Linked DNA regions of Zea mays: region 2 is linked to region 1. Evidence: chromatin contacts called from public Hi-C data. All regions are on one chromosome and are shown on one strand. Each heading gives the region's core, a stretch centred on a gene start, on an enhancer-like site or on the middle of the called end of the contact. The rest is flanking DNA. Distances are from core to core; before and after follow the strand shown. Region 1 holds the start of LOC541854 (waxy 1). Region 2 holds the start of LOC103638134 (arginine decarboxylase 1).

Evidence for each region. Hi-C and Micro-C count contacts between places; a contact is called where the count stands out from the background.
Region 2: a Hi-C map of endosperm shows a contact between it and region 1, with 2.6 times the contacts expected there. The contact joins the promoter of LOC103638134 here to the promoter of LOC541854 in region 1. A contact is called at or near these places in 2 of 25 Hi-C or Micro-C datasets (ear and endosperm).

The regions. Positions count from the first base shown.
Region 1 is chr9:25,126,651-25,132,940 of Zm-B73-REFERENCE-NAM-5.0, reverse strand. It overlaps LOC541854 (waxy 1), which reads left to right and starts at 2,381. Exons shown (of 14, transcript NM_001372008.1): 1 at 2,381-2,543; 2 at 2,676-3,021; 3 at 3,156-3,236; 4 at 3,322-3,420; 5 at 3,519-3,608; 6 at 3,690-3,753; 7 at 3,881-3,981; 8 at 4,114-4,223; 9 at 4,319-4,562; 10 at 4,677-4,859; 11 at 4,951-5,142; 12 at 5,261-5,347; 13 at 5,442-5,570; 14 at 5,682-6,056. The coding sequence starts at 2,689. The coding sequence ends at 5,798.
Region 2 is chr9:25,414,672-25,420,961 of Zm-B73-REFERENCE-NAM-5.0, reverse strand. LOC103638134 (arginine decarboxylase 1) reads right to left here and starts at 3,743. Exons shown (of 1, transcript NM_001323076.1): 1 at 695-3,743. The coding sequence starts at 3,060. The coding sequence ends at 976.

The DNA of each region.
Region 1 (6,290 bases), core at 1,132-3,631:
TTCACGAACTACACAACAAAAAAGCTAGATGGCGTGATACTTAAGGTTGGCTTTTTTAAAAGGGCATGTGAAAAAAAAGGTAGAACGGTCTTTTTTTCTAATTCATCAGATGCTCTGCATATGGAGAGGTTAAGACAGCAATTAATTTGATGCCGTCCTATGTATCGGAAAACATGTCAAAGGGCTGGGAGAGACGGTGTAGTAGGGGGGCATCAAAACATTCAAACTGAAATGGTGCCATAAAGGACAATACTACATCGGAGTTCACAAACAATTGATGTATGCTCCTCGGATTGCCACAGTGGGCCGAATACTTTGGCACTAGGCTTCACGGTGCTCCTGGGCCTAGCGTTCAGAGTGAGCTCGCTTCCAATGTTGGGCCTGTGTAATGCATGCCCTATGAGTCAGATTGGCTAAGACTATTTTCGGCTGCTTACCTATCTCCGTATCTATATTCAAACTCCACTCTATAAATTATAGTATAATATAGTGATTTGAGTGACTATATGGGTGGACTGCTGGAGACGACCTAACCATGAGGAAAGAAACACTTTGAACATCAAGGGCAAAAAGAAAAAAAAACGATACGTAATAACGTGTGTACGCGAGTAGAGAATAACCAAAATATCTTAGAATGCATCTAGTTAATCAAATTAGGTTCTTTGAGCCTAAACACTGAAGGAGCATTTTGTTTCTAGACCAAATTTCATGGTAGTTGGGAGCCTACCCAGATTTCATGATTAACTGTGCTATTGAATTGTTGAAAATGGTTGTGTCTGTCGTATCCGACGGATAACGGAAACCCGTCCGAAATTCAATGGGCATGGGCATAGATATAGATTTGTACCCACTACTAGTATGGTCGCAGGCGGATATTGGTTGCAACCGCAGATATAGTTTCGGGGAAAAGGATTAGGCTCAGCTCCATCCCTAGACCCCACTTGTGTGTGGGGGGGGGGGGGGGTCTACCCTTCAAAAGGAAAAAAAACTACACACAGTGCATATAAGAAGATGAATATTCCAAAATTCAGCAGTCAAGAAGCCCTGATAAACTGTCTGGCATAGCTAGTACTTTATACACTTCAAGACCAAAAGAAATCACTAAGTACAGATTTTAGTGACTCGTAAGTACAGATATCATCTTACAAGGCCCAGCCCAGCGACCTATTACACAGCCCGCTCGGGCCCGCGACGTCGGGACACATCTTCTTCCCCCTTTTGGTGAAGCTCTGCTCGCAGCTGTCCGGCTCCTTGGACGTTCGTGTGGCAGATTCATCTGTTGTCTCGTCTCCTGTGCTTCCTGGGTAGCTTGTGTAGTGGAGCTGACATGGTCTGAGCAGGCTTAAAGGTTCTGTTTGGTTCAGCTTTTTTCTGACCAGCTTTTCTGAAAATCCGGCTGTGGGGAGAATCTGGCTGTGGGGAGAATCTGAGTATTATTACGATTACGTGTGGAGGAAGATAAAGTATTTCATAGGGCTCAGGATTTAGAAAGTGACAGATTCCTACTATTACAACGACTCAACCGATTATATGTTTATGTTGATTTTGGATGGTTTTTGCCCCCAACGAATTTTATAGAAGCTGGCTGAAAAGTGAGTGTTTGGCAGTCTGCAGCAGCTTTTGGTGGCCAGAAGCTGCTAGAAGCCGAAACAAACAGGGCCAAAATTTGCTCGTAGACGAGGAGTACCAGCACAGCACGTTGCGGATTTCTCTGCCTGTGAAGTGCAACGTCTAGGATTGTCACACGCCTTGGTCGCGTCGCGTCGATGCGGTGGTGAGCAGAGCAGCAACAGCTGGGCGGCCCAACGTTGGCTTCCGTGTCTTCGTCGTACGTACGCGCGCGCCGGGGACACGCAGCAGAGAGCGGAGAGCGAGCCGTGCACGGGGAGGTGGTGTGGAAGTGGAGCCGCGCGCCCGGCCGCCCGCGCCCGGTGGGCAACCCAAAAGTACCCACGACAAGCGAAGGCGCCAAAGCGATCCAAGCTCCGGAACGCAACAGCATGCGTCGCGTCGGAGAGCCAGCCACAAGCAGCCGAGAACCGAACCGGTGGGCGACGCGTCATGGGACGGACGCGGGCGACGCTTCCAAACGGGCCACGTACGCCGGCGTGTGCGTGCGTGCAGACGACAAGCCAAGGCGAGGCAGCCCCCGATCGGGAAAGCGTTTTGGGCGCGAGCGCTGGCGTGCGGGTCAGTCGCTGGTGCGCAGTGCCGGGGGGAACGGGTATCGTGGGGGGCGCGGGCGGAGGAGAGCGTGGCGAGGGCCGAGAGCAGCGCGCGGCCGGGTCACGCAACGCGCCCCACGTACTGCCCTCCCCCTCCGCGCGCGCTAGAAATACCGAGGCCTGGACCGGGGGGGGCCCCGTCACATCCATCCATCGACCGATCGATCGCCACAGCCAACACCACCCGCCGAGGCGACGCGACAGCCGCCAGGAGGAAGGAATAAACTCACTGCCAGCCAGTGAAGGGGGAGAAGTGTACTGCTCCGTCCACCAGTGCGCGCACCGCCCGGCAGGGCTGCTCATCTCGTCGACGACCAGGTTCCGTTCCGATCCTGTCCTTGAGTTTCGTCCAGATCCTGGCGTGTATCTACGTGTTTGATGATCCAGGTTCATCGAATCTAAATCTGTCCGTGCACATGTCTTCTCTCTCTCTGTCTGTCTGCTATGCAGTGGATTAATCGGCATGGCGGCTCTAGCCACGTCGCAGCTCGTCGCAACGCGCGCCGGCCTGGGCGTCCCGGACGCGTCCACGTTCCGCCGCGGCGCCGCGCAGGGCCTGAGGGGGGGCCGGACGGCGTCGGCGGCGGACACGCTCAGCATGCGGACCAGCGCGCGCGCGGCGCCCAGGCTCCAGCACCAGCAGCAGCAGCAGGCGCGCCGCGGGGCCAGGTTCCCGTCGCTCGTCGTGTGCGCCAGCGCCGGCATGAACGTCGTCTTCGTCGGCGCCGAGATGGCGCCGTGGAGCAAGACCGGCGGCCTCGGCGACGTCCTCGGCGGCCTGCCGCCGGCCATGGCCGTAAGCGCGCGCACCGAGACATGCATCCGTTGGATCGCGTCTTCTTCGTGCTCTTGCCGCGTGCATGATGCATGTGTTTCCTCCTGGCTCGTGTATGTGACTGACGTGTGTGTTCGGGCATGCAATGCATGCAGGCGAATGGGCACCGTGTCATGGTCGTCTCTCCCCGCTACGACCAGTACAAGGACGCCTGGGACACCAGCGTCGTGTCCGAGGTACGGCCACCGAGATCAGATTCAGATCACACATCACAGTCACACACACCGTCATATGAACCTTTCTCTGCTCTGATGCCTGCAGATCAAGATGGGAGACAGGTACGAGACGGTCAGGTTCTTCCACTGCTACAAGCGCGGAGTGGACCGCGTGTTCGTTGACCACCCACTGTTCCTGGAGAGGGTGAGATGAGATCTGATCACTCGATACGCAATTACCACCCCATTGTAAGCAGTTACAGTGAGCCTTTTTTTTTGCCCCCGCCTGGTCGCTGGTTTCAGGTTTGGGGAAAGACCGAGGAGAAGATCTACGGGCCTGACGCTGGAACGGACTACAGGGACAACCAGCTGCGGTTCAGCCTGCTATGCCAGGTCAGGATGGCTTGGTACTACAACTTCATATCATCTGTATGCAGCAGTATACACTGATGAGAAATGCATGCTGTTCTGCAGGCAGCACTTGAAGCTCCAAGGATCCTGAGCCTCAACAACAACCCATACTTCTCCGGACCATACGGTAAGAGTTGCAGTCTTCGTATATATATCTGTTGAGCTCGAGAATCTTCACAGGAAACGGCCCATCAGACGGACTGTCATTTTATACTGACTACTGCTGCTGCTCTTCGTCCATCCATCCATACAAGGGGAGGACGTCGTGTTCGTCTGCAACGACTGGCACACCGGCCCTCTCTCGTGCTACCTCAAGAGCAACTACCAGTCCCACGGCATCTACAGGGACGCAAAGGTTGCCTTCTCTGAACTGAACAACGCCGTCTTCGTTCTCCATGCTCGTATACCTCGTCTGGTGGTGGTGCTTCTCTGAGAAACTGAAACTGACTGCATGTCTGTCTGACCATCTTCACGTACTACCTACCAGACCGCTTTCTGCATCCACAACATCTCCTACCAGGGCCGGTTCGCCTTCTCCGACTACCCGGAGCTGAACCTCCCGGAGAGATTCAAGTCGTCCTTCGATTTCATCGACGGGTCTGTTTTCCTGCGTGCATGTGAACATTCATGAACGGTAACCCACAACTGTTCGCGTCCTGCTGGTTCATTATCTGACCTGGATTGCATTGCAGCTACGAGAAGCCCGTGGAAGGCCGGAAGATCAACTGGATGAAGGCCGGGATCCTCGAGGCCGACAGGGTCCTCACCGTCAGCCCCTACTACGCCGAGGAGCTCATCTCCGGCATCGCCAGGGGCTGCGAGCTCGACAACATCATGCGCCTCACCGGCATCACCGGCATCGTCAACGGCATGGACGTCAGCGAGTGGGACCCCAGCAGGGACAAGTACATCGCCGTGAAGTACGACGTGTCGACGGTGAGCTGGCTAGCTAGCTGATTCTGCTGCCTGGTCCTCCTGCTCATGCTGGTTCGGTTCTGACGCGGCAAGTGTACGTACGTGCGTGCGACGGTGGTGTGGTGTCCGGTTCAGGCCGTGGAGGCCAAGGCGCTGAACAAGGAGGCGCTGCAGGCGGAGGTCGGGCTCCCGGTGGACCGGAACATCCCGCTGGTGGCGTTCATCGGCAGGCTGGAAGAGCAGAAGGGACCCGACGTCATGGCGGCCGCCATCCCGCAGCTCATGGAGATGGTGGAGGACGTGCAGATCGTTCTGCTGGTACGTGTGCGCCGCCCGCCACCCGGCTACTACATGCGTGTATCGTTCTACTGGAACATACGTGTGAGCAACGCGATGGATAATGCTGCAGGGCACGGGCAAGAAGAAGTTCGAGCGCATGCTCATGAGCGCCGAGGAGAAGTTCCCAGGCAAGGTGCGCGCCGTGGTCAAGTTCAACGCGGCGCTGGCGCACCACATCATGGCCGGCGCCGACGTGCTCGCCGTCACCAGCCGCTTCGAGCCCTGCGGCCTCATCCAGCTGCAGGGGATGCGATACGGAACGGTACGAGAGAGAAAAAAAAACATCCTGAATCCTGACGAGAGGGACAGAGACAGATTGATTATGAATGCTTCATCGATTTGAATTGATTGATCGATGTCTCCCGCTGCGACTCTTGCAGCCCTGCGCCTGCGCGTCCACCGGTGGACTCGTCGACACCATCATCGAAGGCAAGACCGGGTTCCACATGGGCCGCCTCAGCGTCGACGTAAGCCTAGCTCTGCCATGATCTTTCTTCTTTCTGTATGTATGTATGTATGAATCAGCACCGCCGTTCTTGTTTCGTCGTCCTCTCTTCCCAGTGCAACGTCGTGGAGCCGGCGGACGTCAAGAAGGTGGCCACCACCTTGCAGCGCGCCATCAAGGTGGTCGGCACGCCGGCGTACGAGGAGATGGTGAGGAACTGCATGATCCAGGATCTCTCCTGGAAGGTACGTACGCCCGCCCCGCCAGAGCAGAGCGCCAAGATCGATCGACCGACCGACCACACGTACGCGCCTCGCTCCTGTCGCTGACCGTGGTTTAATTTGCGAAATGCGCAGGGCCCTGCCAAGAACTGGGAGAACGTGCTGCTCAGCCTCGGGGTCGCCGGCGGCGAGCCAGGGGTCGAAGGCGAGGAGATCGCGCCGCTCGCCAAGGAGAACGTGGCCGCGCCCTGAAGAGTTCGGCCTGCAGGCCCCCTGATCTCGCGCGTGGTGCAAACATGTTGGGACATCTTCTTATATATGCTGTTTCGTTTATGTGATATGGACAAGTATGTGTAGCTGCTTGCTTGTGCTAGTGTAATATAGTGTAGTGGTGGCCAGTGGCACAACCTAATAAGCGCATGAACTAATTGCTTGCGTGTGTAGTTAAGTACCGATCGGTAATTTTATATTGCGAGTAAATAAATGGACCTGTAGTGGTGGAGTAAATAATCCCTGCTGTTCGGTGTTCTTATCGCTTCTCGTATAGATGTTATATAGAGTACATTTTCTTTCTGAATCCTACGTTTTTCAAGTGTTTTTGAATTAATTCCTGTGAAATTTCTATATCATTCGTGTAAAATTTCTGGGTTCCAAAAAAGATCATAGCCTATCTTTGTGTATGCATGGACGGGTTTGGCTTTGACTAGGCTAAGAGCATGCACAACCTATATAGATATTTAGGAC
Region 2 (6,290 bases), core at 2,494-4,993, 290 kb before region 1:
GGAACGGGGACACACCACATGCATGCTCCGTCAACGGCCGAGATCGCCAGCAGGTGTATGCATGCATATTTCAGGTTCATGAACTTTGCACTGCTTATTACTCATCCGATCTTTATCTAATAATCTAATCCATGCCGTATGCGGCGGCCGGCGGCTGAATGTATGCGGCGAAAGTCGTAGTATAACCGACTCCCGGGCGGCGCTCACCTACCGCGTCGCAGGCAGCCCCGGTCTCGGTGCTCCAGCTCGAGCTCACAGCATCTGTACCAAATCCAAAAACTGCTCATAAATTCTGGAAGACCTTTTCGTCCTCGTCATCTCGCAACACATGCGGCAAAGGCAGACGCAGTCGAGCACGCACAGCAAGGAAGGAAGCAAAGCCCAGCCCGCCAGCGTCCCCACACCTACCGCTCCGATGACGCTGACACGCGCGTCAGGTAGCGTCCCAGAGCTGCGTTTCAAATCCGCCGCGGCCCACCCGCGTGACGTCCGAATATCTCGGGGTTTATCCAGAGAGATTCCGGCGCTCGGGGCCGTGACACCTGCCCCCTGCCCACGACGCGACGATGGAGAAGAAAAGAGAAAGCGACGACGTCGAGACGAGAGGAAGGTGTTCTCCGGTGGCAGCGCACCACGCAACGGGAGAGCGGAACCGACACAGCAACAGACAGAATGAATTCTTGAAAAAACGAAATTTCCAGTTAAAGAGAAACTTGCTATTAGTTTCCTTCAGATTATTCCCATGAAAGAGAGAGAAAAAAAAGGAAAGGCGAACAGTGGACACTGACGCGTTCGGAATAAAAAGGTGGCGCCAAACAACTCCGGCGACGACGAGACACCCGACGACTACGACCACGACACGATACAACACCGGGCGGTGGGGGTTATTATGTAAACCAACGCCGGCCGGCCACTGACAACTTCCTGGCGACGGACTCGCCTTGTTTCACCCGGGGCGGGCGGGCGGGCACGTCATCAGACGGTGAGCCCGCGCATGAACTCCCACTCCTCATCGTCTTCCTCCTCGGCGGCGCCGGCGGCCGACCGCTCCGAGTCGCTGCTCTCGCCGCCGGACATCACGGCGGCCTCGGGGTCGAACACCAGGTACGGCATTGCGCCGAAGGCCCGGGCGAGGGCGGCGGCCGTGGCGCCGTCGGTCCTCTGCTTCAGCACCTCGTACATCACCTCGGGCTCGTGCTGCATCGCGCGGAGCACGTCGGCGCAGGACGGGCCCGCGGCGGCGCGCGTCACGGCAAAGCAGTGGGGCCCGTCGCACTGGGACACGCGCACCACGCTGGGCCCGCCGAAAAGGTTGTGCAGCCCGCCGAGGGCCTCCTGGTAGGCGCCCCCGAGGAACATGCCCAGGTAGTAGCCGCGAGTGGCGTGGGTGGGCAGCTCGTGCAGCGGCAGGCTGTGCCTCCCGCCGATGAACTCGCTCACCTTGCCGTCGCTGTCGCAGGTGAGGTCCGAGAGCACGCCGTCGACGGCGGGCCGCTCCTGCAGCCGCTGGATCGGGATGATGGGGAACTGCTGCCCGATGGCCCACATGTCCGGCAGGGAGGTGAACACGGACAGGTTGATGTGGTAGGTGCGCGGCGGCTCGGGCGCGCCCATGCCGCGGGCGACGAGCTCGCAGAAGGCGTCCACCGCGGCGAGGTGCTCCAGGCCAAGGACCCCCTCCTTGAACTGCTCCGCGGACCGCCGCTTCAGCTGGTCGGCGTACAGGCCGCACGTGTCGTAGTCGCCGCGCACGGCGGCGGCCATCACGTTGCGGTAGTCGGCGCGGCAGTCGTCCGTGAGCTCGTCGAGGAGGTAGGCCGTGGCCGCGTCCAGGCGTCCCGGCGCCGTAGCCGAGAAGGCCTCGAACACCAGGACCGAGTGGTGCGACACCAGCGCGCGGCCGCTCTCGCTGCAGATGATGGGGTGCTGCACCCCCTTGCGGTCACACACGCGGCCCACGGCGGCCACCACGGCGCCCGCGTACTCCTCCAGGCTGTACGCCACCGACATGTCGGTCTGCGCCGAGTGGGTCCCGTCGTAGTCAATGCCGAGGCCGCCGCCGACGTCGATGACGCGCATGTCCGCGCCGAGGCGGGCGAGCTCGCAGTAGATCTGCGCGGCCTCGCCGACGCCGTCGGAGAGCAGGGCGGTGGTCGGGATCTGGGAGCCGATGTGGAAGTGCAGCAGCTGGAGGCAGTCGAGCATACCGATGGCCTTGAGCTTGGTGACCACGGACAGTATCTGCGCGGCGCTGAGGCCGAACTTGCCCTTCTCCCCGGACGTGGAGCCGAAGTGGCCGGCGTGCTTGGTGCGCAGCTTGGCGCGCATGCCGACGACGGGGCGCACGCCGAGGCGGCGGCTGGCCTCGACGACAATGTCGAGCTCCTCCTCCTGCTCGAGCACGATGACGGTGTTGAGGCCCATGGAGCGCGCCATGAGCGCGAGCGAGACGTAGCCGTCGTCCTTGTACCCGTTGCAGATGAGCAGGGCGTCCAGGCCGCCGCGCGCGGCGAGGCAGCTCATGGCGAGCAGCAGCTCGGGCTTGGAGCCGGCCTCGAGGCCGAACCCAAAGGGCGCGCCGAACTCCACAATGTCCTCGACGACGTACCTGTCCTGGTTGCACTTGACCGGGTACACGCCCTGGTACCTTGAGCCGTAGCCGGTGGAGCGGACGGCGTAGCCGAAGGCGGCGTTGAGCGTCTCGACGCGGTGGCGCAGGACGTCGGGGAAGCGCACGAGCAGCGGCAGCGGCAGGCCGAGCCCGCCTCCGGCGCGCGGGCCCGCGGCCTTGGCCACGACCTTGGCCAGGTCGATCTCCTGGCCCGGGAGAGTCGCGGCGCCGTGCGGGCGCACGGCCACGTCGCCGTCGTCGTTGACGAAGAAGTAGGGCGCGCCCCAGCCGTCCACGTTGTAGAGCGCCGCGGAGAGGTCGGCCGACCAGGGGGCGGCCTCGGCCGCGGCGGCGGGGCCCACCACGGGCGGGGCGGGGAAGCGCGCCGCGTCGCAGGACGCGAAGGCGTGCGCCACGGGTGTCGCGGCGTCGACGGCGAGCGCAGGCATCTCGTCAAACAAAACCGGAGAAGTCCACAGATGGAGAGAAAGATAGAGAGAGAAAAAAGGAGGTTAGCCTTTCTGTTTTTTTTTGGGCGGCGGGTAAATTTTCTGTTTTCGGTGGCGTTAGCTGGGTGCGGACGGAGGAAGAGAATCCGACGAACAGGGGGGAGTCGATTCGATTGGGATTTGGGATTAGCTACCGGCGGCGGGAAGAAGGAAGGAATCAAAATGACAGTATACGAAATAAGCTAGAAGAAAGATCAATCGATAAGAAGAGATGAATCGAAATCGAAGGGGGTCGAGATCGACCGTCCGGGATGCCAAAAGAGGAAGTTCTGGAAGGGGAGGTAGAAGAAGTCTAGGACGGGATTTTGGATCCTGTTGTGAGGGAGGGGGCTTTGAAAGCCGCCGAGGCCGGAGCCCCGGCTACCCCCGCAAACGGAGCAGGCGGTGGGGGCGCGCGCGGCGGGGAGGGTGTCGTCGCCGGAGGTGGAGCCCGGGCACCCCACGCCGGCGGTCAGGAGGAGTCGGGTGGGGGCGGGACGGCGGCGGCGGCTATCGGGCGGGGTGGCTCGCTCGCTCGCTTGCGGTGGGCTTTTGTTGACGAGGAGGGCGAGGCGGGCGGCGGCCAATCGGAGAACGGACGGACGGGACGGGAGGGCGAGATGCGGAATGGGCGACTGCGCGTCGTGACCGAGGCGAGGGTTACGGTGGGGCGCCGAGGCCTCTTTTATAGCGTCCGCTGCCTCCGGTGGGCCCGCTCACCCGCCAGGAGCGTCTCCCTTTTGTTTTCCAGTCCCTCGCTTGCCTTTTGTTGGTGGCGTGGTGGCTCTCTCTTTCTCGTGGCTCGTGGTCGTGGCTGGCTGGCTGGCGTGCAAGAACCTCTCTCACCACTAGTCACTCACCTCTCCCGCCCCCCCCCCCCCTGGTCCGTGGGGTAGGTGTGCGTTTGACCCCGACGGAACGGGCCCAGTCGTCAGCGGGCTGGGCTGGTTCAGGGAATGCTCGTCCGCTCGTGGCCTGGGATCACTCCCAGCCGCTGGCGCCCGGGTCCATGTGGCGTTACCGTTTCAGTGGCGGTTGTTGGGTTGGATGCTAGCGGGCGGCTACCTCGAGGTCACGCTCTTTGATCCCTCCCTTGTTCCGTGGTGGGTGGCTGCGGCCGCGAACGAGGGGGGCCGTAGGATCCGGCATCCGGCGGCGGGGAGTGGCCCCGCGGGCGCGAGATCGGACTTGTTCCTGGTTTTGTATGCAGTTTACTCATGCGCCCGCCCATCTGGGATTCGCTGCGGCACTGCTGGCTGCTGGCTGCTGGCTGCAGTGGGTGGACGGGGGCCGGGGCGCGGGCCGCGGGAGCACGACGACCGCGTGACTGAGGCGTGGGCGGCGGCAGGGATTCTGCTGCGTTTGACCGACGCGATGGGCCGGCCGTGCGCCCGGCCCACGCGAGTTTTTTTTTCCTGTGGATGGGCGAGGGAGGGGTAGGGGAAAATATGCGTGGCGTTCGTTTGCCCGTGCGAGGATGAAACATACACACCTATCACGCAGAAGGGGATAAGGTAAGGAGCTTCGAATTGCGGTTCCTCGCGCTATCATCTTTCTTGGATCGGCTACGAAAAGTAAAATACCATTGGCTGGCGGATAAGAGGACCTGAATTGTGCCGTGCGGGGGTTGAACGAGAGCGCTTGTGTGCATACAGTTCGTGCAATCCTGCATAGATAGACCCACGGATTGACTCTGGATCAAACAGACAGGGATAGTGTATCTGTGGTTGACTGGTCGTCGGCTATTATGTGTTTAGGTAACGTCGGCGATCTTCCGTCTATCTCAAGCATCATGGCGCACGAAACTTGTTACGTCTAGGATGGACAAACGGGAACATCAGCGGACGGACTAAATCTTTATAACAACCGCATGTGCTAACGTAGGTGAGTGTTTTGAAGAGCTCGTTTGAATGATCAACTCCAACAGACTTAGTCAGGTTTCGTAAATGTAACTAGGTTATTAGAAGGGAAAACGTCTCCAATTTATTCTATACATATACTCTTTAAATTTAGCGGCTCTTGCTATCCATCCTTGCACCTTCATTGTCTACTTTTGGATAGCCGACTTCACTCGTCATACAGAGTTTAAAGTCGATATTATATCCACATTATTTCCCTTTTGATTCTTTCATTTAGTCTCCTGTACACATAACATATTTACATGTCTTCTGGTCATTGTCTCAACTAACTATCGGAACCCACCTGTAAGCGGCCCTACATTCCAACTACATACAAGAATCCTAATTAGGTCAACTATCTTCCTTACCATTCCAACACATTGATGATGTGACGACCATTGCATGTTTTTCATTGCACTCGAACTCTGATGTAGTGTGTCACTAAGCAACTAGTGTCATGATCCTTTCTTGCTTGACACTGTGCCTAGATCGTGACCCAACGCGTGACCGAGGAGGTGTCGATCCGGTCGGTGGCCATTCAACACCATACCTGGGTTCCGATATGTCACATTGCTAAGAGGGTTACACACACAACAAATTCCTTCCACGTTTTGTCTCCATTAGAACGACTATGTTTAATGATGTTTCGTCGAGTCTATCATTCAACTTTTCTTTTATCATGGCTTGAGACCTTCCATATCGAGACAATATAGACAAAGTTATAAAAGTAAACAAGTAAATCTATACATCGTAGCTAATTTGGGAAAAGAAATTATAAAACCTAATTATTATATAATTAATCATGGTGTACTATGGTGAGAAAGCATTTCTATATATAAAAGTTAGGAGCAAAGCTCACAGGCCAAGCTATTCACGTCGTTGTTTTGATTTCAGGCATACGATCGACATCAACCAGCCTTAAATGCTCACACGATTTCGGGCACCCGGTCAACGCCGTGAAGACATCTGCACCCAGCACATGCTGCTGCAATAGCAACACTGGCCGCTCGATGCATTCATATGAAAGGAGAGAGAGAGAATAAAGAAATAAACACGCGAGTAAACAAAAAACCATCGTATTCCTTATCAACCAAACAACTGTTACTCTCTACGGCTAGTAAAAGCATGCAAGCGTTTGATTTTACAGGCTAAACTCATTGACATACTTACGGAGGTTCATTGAGAAAATGTGAAAGCCATCAGTAGTGGAGAACAAAGTCATTTTTCTCGAACCCCTCAAATAGCTCATGTGGACAAACAACAAAATCACGTCATGAAGTGATATGGTCTGTG